Linked DNA regions of Mus musculus: all the other regions are linked to region 2. A link is a contact called in public HiChIP or PLAC-seq data. All regions are on one chromosome and are shown on one strand. The core of a region is the stretch at or near the end of the contact, and the rest is flanking DNA. Distances in the headings are between cores, read along the strand shown. Region 1 holds the start of Cald1 (caldesmon 1). Region 2 holds the start of Wdr91 (WD repeat domain 91). Region 3 holds the start of 1700065J11Rik (RIKEN cDNA 1700065J11 gene).

Region 1 (3,688 bases), core at 952-3,451, 310 kb before region 2:
CCTACTTCTTTCCCCCAAAAGGCATAACCCAAAACATTCGGCTATTTATCTTCTATAAACCACACAGCTCGTTCATCCCTTCCATGTTTCCTGTTGATAGTATTTCCCCCTGTCATAGCACAACTTCTCTTTCCTCTGGAAAGCTGGTCCTTAAAAAGAAAACCATAAAGACAACAACAAAATATAATCCTCATGGACTACAAAATGTCGCCCTGCTGCCGGTCACTCAAGAGGCATCCCTGGTGTAAGTGGAGAGTATGTTGCTCAGGCTGCCTTCTGCCCCAGTTGTGGATAATAGCCCTTTCACACAGCCCTCCCTAATCCAGCCTTGAGTTCATGCACCCAGAAAAATCCCTGGGCAGAGGTCGTATCGATATGATTGAGATGTTTGCAGAAACTCATGTCTGTCTGCTATTGTCTTCAAGTTCAGTCTTTTGCCAGACTAAGAAGCTTGACTCTGTCTTTCAACCTGTCCAGCCAGATACAGGGTTTCCCCAGCTGCCAAACTGGCTATGATCCAAAAAGTTTATTTTCAAATCATTTATCTGGGATCAGAAAGAGGTTTCCCAAAAGAACAATTTTGAACATGGCTGTGCTCACCTGGTTGAGCTACAGTGAACTTGAAATGCAACATTAACAGTGTGGTTCCCACCAACAAGTTATTTATCTTGTGTGTCTGGGAAAGTACTCTCTCAGTTCTGGTTCAAGGATGCTTTAAGTCCAACTCTCCCTGGACCCTGTAGTCTTTGCTGTAACTTTTTTTTAGAGCTGTTTAGTAGAAGAAAGCAAGAAACACAGAGGAGGTAAGTTACCTCCCTAAGAAGTGTAGGGGGTCCATGTAGACACTTCTGGGTGACTGGTTAATAACTGGGGGCTGGAGAAGAAACTCACCCATGTGGACCGACTGCTTCCCAAGCATTCTCAAGGAAGCACAAAGGGCGGGGGCTGTTTCCTGAATAGAGACAGCTTCTTTGTCAGATCATCATTAATAGAGAAAGGCTTTTTCAGTCAGACTGCATGTGTTGATTAAGCTTCTGGACTTGTAATTAGCCAGGGGAAATATTTAAAACTTCTTGGTCGGTGATGAGACAGTATCAGTAATGAAACATGGATTTCGTGCTAAGCCCCAGGTCTGACAAACAGTAAGTATTCCATTTTTTTTAAAAGCTAAGTACCGACTGAATGAGTTCCAAAGACTACAAGACCACAATTGGATGCATGTGTGGGCCAGTGACCTGCATTGTAACTCAGCATCTTTCAGGGCTCCCCTATCACTGGCTTTCTAGAATGTTCTAGGACATCTGTGTCACCTGTGAGAGCATATGTGTCTATCTATACCTGCCCCAAAGCAGGTCCTGGATCTCTCTATGTCCTTCTCTGCACATTTGTTTTTACACATTTCTAGTACAATCTCCTTGTTGCCAAGACAGAAGAAAGAAAGGAAGATGGGTGTTGGTAGGAAATGCCAATAAAGCTCTCTCTTAAGCCTAGGACTCTATCTGCTAGCTTCTGGCCTCACCTTTTTTTTTTTTCCTGGCCAACATTATGTACTAAAAAGACTGATACATTTTATTTATACTTTTTGTCAGTTGTTCCCATAACACACATAGACATATTCTAGGCTAGAACTTAGCCTGTGCAGCCAGCCGCCCTGCTTCTTATCCACTTCAGATTTTTAACTCGTATAATAATGTAAATTTATTTTTATAATGAAACTGCTTTGCAAAGAAATACACTATTACGGCTTCTTCGACTAAAATGTCTCCTCCCACCCCCAGCCTCACCCCTGTAAGTGTGTCTAACTGTCCACTTATTGTCTCGTGGACTGTACTTTCTTTTTAAAGCTCTATTTGTGTTCTACAAGACAGCCTCTTTCTCCAAGATTAACGTTTCTTATGATTGTTCCTGACAATGGATCTGCTTCCAGGAGGCCCTGCTTAGGATAACCAAAAAAGGGCATGGAGCCGGCTGGTTTTGGCAGCCTGCTCACGGTTTCAAGCTTTTTAGGACTTGGTTTTTCTGATGAGTGATATCCTGAGCATGCCTAGGGAATGACAGGCATCTGCACGGGCAGACAGCATCACCTTGGCTAGGGTGTCGTCATTGGCTGCCTATTAGAAAAACTACAGGACAATGCATACCACCGCCTGCTGACTGTAAACATAGGGGGTATGTGTTCACTTAGCATGGACTTCTGGGAGGGGCCAAGGAAGGGCGGTCTGCAGTTTTATTGAATAGAGCAGTGTGCATTAGGCTGCCTGCCTGCCTGCCTGCCTGCTTGCTCTCTTGCTGGGTTGCTTAAAGGAATCCCTGCTTTCAGACAGCAGGACATCCCTCCTTGGGAAGAAGTTGCTGCCCTAGAGGTAAGAGACAAAGTCTTTCTTTCTCCGCCTTCAGGGAAGCTGGGGCTGCTCTACAGGTTTCAGGCAACATTCCTGGCTAAGGCTGCTGGATATGCAAAATCTTTCAAGGCAGGCAACAGACCACGTAAATTCTCAAAGCCAGCGCCTGGACTTCCTGACCTGTTCCCAGAAGGTCAATGTGATGAAACTTCAAGTTTTGTTTATAGAGATGGCACAAACGGTGTCATCTCCTGGTGACAGGATCAGGGAGCACCAGCGCGTTTGCCCAGGATGCGCTTTTGTTCCAAGGGGGATGTGGTCTGTACCCGGAATCCTCAGGCCAGCAGCTGTGAGAGGATTCTGTCCCTTTAGCAGTTTCTTTCCCATCTTTGGTCAGCAGACATTTAAAGAGGATTCAGGTTTTAATTAAAAAAATAACATCAACGGCTTTTTACGTTGTTAAGACAAAGAATGTTTGTTTTGTTTTGTTGTGGGTTTGGGTTTTTGTTTTAAGCTAATTTTAAGCTAAGTAATGGGTTCCTCTTACTCTGCTACCAGGATTTTAGAAGTGGGATTTCAGAGATGTAAAGAAATAAGGTCAGAGTTCTACCACTAGCACCAACTCAGCGAGTGCCGCTCATCTGTTATTTGCTGAAATAGAAGATGCCTGCCCTGTTTGTTTTCTATAAACCGGAGCAGCAAGAGAATGTGTGCATGAGTGGGCGTGTGTGTAGAAATCATGGGTAACTGCCTACCAAAATATTTCTTGAGAAATCTTCATTTCTGTTGGAAAGTATGCCCCCCGAGGGTCTGAAAAGATAGGAGCTGGAGGAACGTTCCAGAAAGGAAGGAAAGGAGCTCTTATTTCCAAACAGACGTATTTGGGCATCTCAGTCAGTAGCGCAAGTTGGTAGTAGTCGGTAATTCCTTTTAGAAAGAGCCGATTGTAAAGGGTGGGGGAATTTCAGTGCCATGGCAATCCATGGTCAGAAACAGAGAGCAAAGAGCTTGGTATTCCCAGATCCCTGCTGGCAACGAGGCTCTGCGCGTGGGGCTGTAAATGGAAGCAGCACAGTCCCTTAGTGTTAGGCAAAACCAGACACGAGAACTAGAACTTACTGAAGACAAGGTGCCCTGCAGAAGAAGAGTAAGTCTGAGCAGTTAAATAATAATACTCATAGTAAGCTCTAGCGTTCCCAGGTGGCTGCTTCCATTTATGTTTGCCATAGACTGCGATGCCTTGAGGTTGGGACTTGCTAAGGAATCCTTGTGTTTAGAAGGGTGGGGATTTCTTGAGAAGTGACACGTGAGAACAGACTGCCCTGTGAGTTTCTTTCCCTGGAATG
Region 2 (3,752 bases), core at 865-3,364:
TCTGGGGCTGGGGGATAGCTCAGTTGTAGATCATTCATCTGGAATGCACAGAGTCCTAGGTTCAATCCCCAGCACCAGCTAAAACCAGGCACGCGGCACACCTGTCTACCTAGCACTTGAAATACTGAAGCAGGAAGATCAGAAGTTCAAGGTCATCCTCAACACATATCAAGTTAGAGGCCAGCCCAGGACACATGAGACTCAACCAATTTCAAAATCAAAAGTCAACTGAGGTTCTCTTGACAAGTGCCATACTGAAAACAATCCCTAGGTGATGCTCAAATAATCTAAATTAGTGCCCCAAATCAGCTACATTTTGTTTTGCTTTTAGAGACAGGGTTTCTCTGTGCAGCCCTGGCTATCCTAGAATTCACTCTGCAGCAGAGACTGGCCTCAAACTCAGAGATTCACCTACCCCTGCCTCCTGAGTGCTGGGAAAGAAGGGAGAAGTGCACCACCACTGCCAGCTCCAGCTTTGTATATAGTTTATATATAAAATATATATAACGTTTATAGTCCTTAAAATGCCACACAAGTTTACATGCTTAAAACCAAAAGGACATAGAACTGGGGAAAACCAATCAGATGATCTCTACAGATCATAAGACACTGGGGATGGGGAAACAGTCAAAAGCAAGAAGTACCTGGATTGTGTAGACAAGATAAAAGCGGAACAGGCTGGTTTTCAGTTTGTTGATGGTAGGTCGATAGATATCCTCCAAGCGGCTGAAGAGCCTGCGTTCCAGGTAGCTCCAATAATCCCGAAGGGCAGCCAAGTCGTAAACCTGCATCAACTGTTGCAGCTGGTCCACAATCTTGTCCACCTGAGGGGAGACAGACAGAAGGAAATTCTCACCTCACTATACATCGTATAGTTTCATCTTCTTCCTATGGCTCCCAGATGTAAAAACATATAGTCCAGTTGGCAATCTATAAAATCCCCAAGATATGTTAGCATACTAGCTTTCAAGTTATTTTCTCATGCTAGATACAGGACTTGGTGCTCTGGCAAGCTCGGAAATTCCAGAAAGCAAGAGCTTTGGCTCCAGGTGTTGAGTCTCCTTGACCAACTTGGCAATGTCACTTCAACAGCAGTCTTGATTGCCTCACACTGTAAAAATAAGTAAGAGCCAATGAGCCAGAGACAATTGCCAGGGTCCTCGTCCCAGCTCCACAGTTTCTGAATTCCAAGAGACACAGTGATTACTGGCTCCCTGCGGGTCATCAGAGTCCCACCTGAGCCTCAGTGGCTGCTGCCTTCAGTCAAAGACAATCACACCATGACAGTGTTTTGAATACCACTGCTGTCTGGAGTAGGGAAATGCTTTGCTTTGCCACCAAGCAACCAATAAACTCGAAAGGTAGAAACCAATATCCTAACTTCCTTCTGATGCGCCAACAACTAGCTCACCACCTCCCTCAATCCATCTGCCCAAGACCAATTTAACTCTGTACGTGCAAACATACAAATCATAAGCAAAGAAATCCCAAGCGCCTCTCAGTGGAAACTAGTATCAGAGAACTTTGTGCTTCAAAGCAGAAGGGAATCTTCCAATGATTCCCTGATGCCATTCTTACAATCTACCTCCCAGACCTGAACCCAGTCTTCTGGGCGCAGCCCCCTTTGCTCCCGCTTCTTCCATCAAAATTCAGACTTGCGCTCAACCATGGCTCTTAAAGTGTTGTAACCACGCCGGCCAGCCATTGGCTAGCACCTGCTGAGAGGCTGGCATGGAGTGAAGCCCTGTACCGGGAACCAGGGACCTGAGTCCCGATGCTCCTGACTCACTCACTGAGCAACTTCGGGCATGTCACGACCATCTCCGGCCCTCAGTTCCTCCTATGTCAAGCGAGGGCCAGACCGGAGACGCCTTCAGTCCCCTACCATGCAGTGACAGCGCCGCCCTCGCCCCGGAGGGCAGGGTTGGAGCAGGAGGCCCGCCCCCCGAGCCGCCTCCGCCGCCCCTGCCGACCCCTCACCCGGAACCCCTTCTCTTTGTCCGCCTTGATCTCCGCATCCAGCTGCCGCAGTGTGTGCGTGAAGCCACGGAAGAGCAGGTACTCCCGGACCAGCTCGTCTGTGCGCTCCACCGCCTCCGCCATCGCTGCGCGCGCGCGCTGCAAAAGACCCGAGCCGCTCAGGGCGGAGGGGCGGGGCTTGGAGCGACGGGGCGGAGCCTATCTCGGGCGCCTCGTACGTCACGCCACGCCCAACCTACCAACCTTGCGCTCCGCCCCGCCCCGCAGGCGCCCCGCCCATCTCCCCCTGTAGCCCCGCCCCTCCCTACTCTCAGCCAGCTCCCGGGCGTCTCGGCTTGCTGAAGTTTTCTGGTGATACAGAGTGTGTCCTGAGTTGCTAACACTGATGCCTCGATCCAAGTAAAGTAAAGCTGGACCTTGCGAACCTTCCACATATTCACAGGGCGGGGAGGGAGTGATGTTCCCAGCTTATTGGCATGACACTGCAGAATCTTTTGTCCTCTATCCTCCTCTTACAAAAGGAGAAAACTCGAGCCCCAACAGGTAAAGTGGCCAGTGTGAAGTCAACTCATAAAAGTCCAGCTTGGACCTCTTTTCTTTTCTTTTCTTTTCTTTTCTTTTCTTTTCTTTTCTTTTCTTTTCCTTTCCTTTCCTTTCCTTTCCTTTCCTTTCCTTTCTTTTCTTTTCTTTTCTTTTCTTTTCTTTTCTTTTCTTTTCTTTTCCTTCTTTTTTGGCCAGGGCCTCACACACGCTAGGCAAGCACCCTACCGCTGAGCTGCTTTTGGGTTTTGTCACAGTCTCACTAAATTGACCACACAGATCTTGAACTTGCAATAAAAAAAAAATCCCCACCACCAGTCCTGTCTAGCCCTGAGTTCCTGAGTAAGAAGGGTAAACTATACCAACCAAGATGTACCACTTAGAGAAATTTTAAAAAAGGCAAGTTTCAGAAGGGTGTGACCTATGGTCCCAGTTTCTTGTTAGTTTTTTCAATTAATTGTGGTTTTGTGAACAGTTTTTAAACTCAGGAAAATTGTAAAACAACCTATATTTTATTCTCTGAAGGACTTCCAGTTCCTTTTGCCTTCTTTCTTTTTCTTGTTTAGAAAATTATTTGAAGTTTTTACAAGGCATACATACACATTTTGCCTTATTTCTTCATCTTTGAGAGAGCACTGATAATGTCCACCAGGCACAGTCATAATGACGATTTGATAAGATAGTGCATGAAGACCAGGCGTGGTGGTGTATACTCTGGAGACAGAGCTAGGCAGGTCTCTGTGAGTTCAAGGCCAGCCATTCTTAATTAAAAAAAAAAAAAAAAAGCCGGGCATGGTGGTGCACGCCTTTAATCCCAACACTCGGGAGGCAGAGGCAGGCGGATTTCTGAGTTCGAGGCCAGCCTGGTCTACAAAGTGAGTTCCAGGACAGCCAGGACTACACAGAGAAACCCTGTCTCAAAAACACCAAAAAAAAAAAAAAAAAGGCATCAAAAAGATCAAATTATTTATGTGTATACACACACACATACATACACACACACACACACACATACACACATGGGTGTGGGTATCTATGCCCTTGTGGGGGCCCAAAGAGAGTACTGGGTGTCTTTCTCCACTTTTTCCTTTAGAAACAGGGTCTCTCCCTGGAACTGGGGCTCTCATTTTCACGGCTAGGCTGGAGGCCAGCAAGCCTCCACAGTCCCTTATGTCTGCCCGCCTCAGAGCTGAGGTTATGCTTGTTTATAGGGACATCCAGCTTTATACATG
Region 3 (3,740 bases), core at 543-3,042, 420 kb after region 2:
ATGCATGCAAAATGACTCCTCTAACCGGCCTCACAGCCTTCTGTTTCTAGAACCCTTAAATAGAGGGTTGGTTAATCCGTTCTCAGGGACTGGGGAGAAAACCTAGTTTGCCTGCCAATTTCTCTGATGAACATACTCCCACTAAGGCTGACCTGAAGCTACTAAGTGGTTTAGAAAGCAGCTTTCAAGTTTCTGAAATTCTAACAATGGGCTCTTGGGCATCCTGCATGGTAGGAGCTGACCCAGCACACGATTGCATCTTATGAAGTTAGTTCTCCTGGCTCTGATACTAGCCGGCTTCTGGTGTCATGCTTGCTCATAGAACTTATTTTATAAATCTAAAGGATTGTCCAAAGGACCTTGAGAGAATAGGGCTTCCTTGGATGTTTGCTGATTGGCTCTAAAGCTGGGCAACCTCAGCTCTGATTGGCTCTAAAGCTGGGCAACCTCAGCTCTGATTGGCTCTAAAGCTGGGCAACCTCAGCTCTGATTGGTCTAAAGCTGGGCAACCTCAGCTCTGATTGGCTCTAAAGCTGGGCAACCTCAGCTCTGATTGGCTCTAAAGCTGGGCAACCTCAGCTCTGATTGGCTCTAAAGCTGGGCAACCTCAGCTCTGATTGGCTCTAAAGCTGGGCAACCTCATGTTTTGCGATTTTCCTGCTGTTACTCTTCAGACTCTCTCCTTTCAACTTCCTGTTTATACCTCTTGCCTCCTGATACCCTGACCTAAATGGCAGCCAAAAGGCAAGCGGGTTTGGTGACATGGTCCACGGGAGTCAGACATGCCCAAGGGAATAGACCCATTCAGTCTGTAGGTAAAGTGTTGAATGAATGAGCAAAGGAATGTAGAAAGAAGCCACAGGTTTTGAACAGTGGGAATGCCTGTGTCAGCTTCCAGCCTTCTCTTCTGGCTTGGTACCCAGAATCGCGTCTACTGAATCCTCCCTCCCTGTCTACACAGCCAGCACCTTTGGTCTGGATTCTATTTTAAATCCATAAGTGAGGTAATTTGGTTTGACAACAGAAGCACAGATGGAGTCACAGAGTGCTGGCCTCCAAGGCAGACGACGCATCCATTCATCCCGCTAGGACTGCCATCATCAGTGACTCAGTGATACGTGTAGTCTTGTGTCAGGCCAGGCCAGGCCAGAATGTCCTCCTGCAATGTCCATGTGCGCAGAGTATTCTCTGCCAGGCGCAAGAATCCTTTGGGCAATTCAGCTTCCATGTGTCTGTGAGGCCGGAAGCTCTGCTTGCCAGAGCAGCGTGTCAGTGGAGAAAGGGTTAGGCCCGCTAATGGCGGCACTGACTGAACATGACGGACCGGATCTCTGCCAACTTTGTGGGGTTCACACAGTGCACTTTGGGATCTGTTCCTTATACTCCAAACTGTAAAGAAGAACCGAGGAGAACTCTTGCTTCCATAAAAAATGTGCAAGCTACGGTTCCTTAAAGAACTGTGACTTAGAAAGCAGAAAATATAGCTTAGAAAGCAAATGAAAGTCCCCTGTGTAGTCATGGCTCAGCTTAGATGAGCAGCTATTAAATGTGAGCAAATGTGAAACTGTCATTGTGTTCGTTCACTGAGGTGCTTGTTGTAGTAATTAGCCTACCCAGACTGATAGATTCTGTGTGTGTGTGTCCATCTGTCTGTCTGCGTGTCTGTCTGTCTGTCTTAGATCCTTAGAGGTTAGAGAAGTGGAAGGTGGGGGTTGGTATGGTACCAGAAGGAATATTCTAGAATGGAATGTTGCCTGGAGAGGGTATCTTATTTGCTCACTGGTTACATTGCATAGAAGGAGAAGACGTGGAGCCTTATGGAGGGAGTGGTTAGTATTTTCCTTATCTTCTCCCCTAGAGTCTGGCCTTGAAGGGATTTGAAGGATAGGCATGCACATTTGCTCTGGCTTAGTAAGTAGATGGTCAGCCATGTTCAGGCCCAGTGGGTAGCAGTCTGGGAACAGAAGGGAGCCCAGGGAGGAGTTGGACTCTCCTGCTCCCAGCAGGCTTGGGAGAGGGTGAGTTATGTAAGGAATTTCCTGCTTTGAATCACGATGCCAATAACCACAGCTCAGCAGGTTCGTCTCCTGGCCACTGTCCGTGATTTTCCAAAAACACCTCTGAAAACATTCACATTTGTCCTTAACAGCCCTGGACCAGTTCGTTAGCGAATCTGATTTGGGGTAAGAAACTTACAATGGATTTATTTTCATCCACAATCAAAATGGAAGGGAATCTTCCTTTTCTCCCTTTTGAATTTGGAAACTCTGGGGAGGAATTTTTCCAGTAAGAACAAGAGGTGGGCGGGGGTCGGGAGAGGTCAGAAAAACACTTGAGAGCCCTGGCAGGTATGGGCTGATGTGGGATGGCACTGTCTGGCTGTTTACACAATGTTGTGGCTTTTATGTGCTGAGGATGAGCCCAGCCTAGGGAAAGGACAGTTCCAGACCAGGACTAGCTCTGCCTGCTATTGGGCTGGGAGCCTTGAGTTCAGGGGCTTCCACCAGCTCCTTAGCATCCCAGGGAACCATTTCCTCCCAGACCTTAGTAAAGCCAGGTGGGTGGCATGCCACCTTGAATCCAGAGGTGCACTGGATGGACTGTGGTCCCCAGAAGACATGTGTGGGGTGATGTTTAGGGGAAAATAGTTTCTAAAGCAGGATACAGGGACCTGAGTGCCTTGAGCAAAAGCTCTTTAGCAGCCTCCTCGACATCTCTTTGTTCTCTATTCTTTTCTCCTGAGCCCACAAAAGAGAGATCAGTAGAGAGCAGGGACTAGCTTCCACAGGAGAGGAGTGGAGGAGGAGAAAGATCAAGGGTGAGCCCAGAGGGACTGGGGCAGAACTGGTGCCTCCAGCATCCTGTACAAGGTGTTTTGATTGCAGTCTGCCGACCTCACCTTAGGAGATATATTAGGTATTTTTTCCCCAGCTGTGACCAAATACCCAACAAGAAGCAACTTAAAGAAGGAAGGTCTTGGTTTGGTTTATTATGGCCAGGAAGGCATGATGGCAGGGGGTGTGGCTGGTCACAGGCACTGACAATCAAGAAGCAGAGAGATGAATATTGGCCTCATTAGTTGTTTTCCTTTTTAGATTTATTTATTTATATGTGTGAGTGTTTTCCTGCACTCACGCACACACACAGCACATGCCACGTTAGTGCCTGGTATCCAGGAAGGCCATCAGATCCTTTGGAACTGGAGTTGCAGATGGTTGTGAGCCAGCCTGTGCGTGCTGGGAACCAGACCTGAGCTGTCTGTAAGAACAGCAGGTGCCATTCAACCGCTGAGCCATCTCTCTAGACAACCCTTTGTTTTTATTCAGTTAGGAACCCCAGTCCATGGAATGGTTCAACTCACAGTTAGGATGAACCTTCCTATTTCAATGGATCTAATCTAGATCATCCCCTACAGACAGGCCCAGGGGCTTGTCTCCTCAGTAATTCTAAATCCTGCCAAACCAACAATGAATATGGATCACGGATCACTCCTGTAAGCGATTGGTGGGTGCCGGTGTAAGATGCTTGGTCCTACAAATGTAGTAATTCTGATTTCGGGCTGTTCAGTGCTTATGGCTTGGCAGATCCTCATAGGTTAAATGTGCATTATCATTCAAATAATTGCTTGCTTTTCTTTGCACGTCCAAGGATGCCTCCTCTGGGATGGAGTGAGATGCTATGCCGCACTTAGGTTCAGCCTGTAGCAGCAGGATTAGACAAACATACAAATCAGGATAAGA

What was found. HiChIP or PLAC-seq counts read pairs in DNA pulled down with a chosen protein or histone mark.
Region 1: an H3K27ac HiChIP or PLAC-seq map of extraembryonic endoderm stem cells shows a contact between it and region 2, with 4 times the contacts expected there. The contact joins the promoter of Cald1 here to the promoter of Wdr91 in region 2. A contact is called at or near these places in 2 of 39 promoter capture datasets (the 3T3-L1 cell line and neural stem cells), 3 of 484 Hi-C or Micro-C datasets (embryonic stem cells and uterus), 5 of 115 datasets of contacts at active chromatin or transcription factors (embryonic stem cells, epiblast stem cells, extraembryonic endoderm stem cells and 2 more) and 1 of 9 other capture datasets (adipose tissue).
Region 3: a contact with region 2 is called in a FOXA1 HiChIP or PLAC-seq map of pancreatic cancer cells. The contact joins the promoter of 1700065J11Rik here to the promoter of Wdr91 in region 2. A contact is called at or near these places in 2 of 39 promoter capture datasets (pre-B cells and stem cell-derived epiblast-like cells) and 1 of 115 datasets of contacts at active chromatin or transcription factors (pancreatic cancer cells).

The regions. Positions count from the first base shown.
Region 1 is chr6:34,596,303-34,599,990 of GRCm38.p6, forward strand. It overlaps Cald1 (caldesmon 1), which reads left to right and starts at 2,202. Exons shown (of 14, transcript NM_001347100.1): 1 at 2,202-2,363.
Region 2 is chr6:34,908,717-34,912,468 of GRCm38.p6, forward strand. Wdr91 (WD repeat domain 91) reads right to left here and starts at 2,115. Exons shown (of 15, transcript NM_001013366.1): 1 at 1,981-2,115; 2 at 645-824. The coding sequence starts at 2,103.
Region 3 is chr6:35,329,054-35,332,793 of GRCm38.p6, forward strand. It overlaps 1700065J11Rik (RIKEN cDNA 1700065J11 gene), which reads left to right and starts at 1,793. Exons shown (of 3, transcript NR_040526.1): 1 at 1,793-1,829.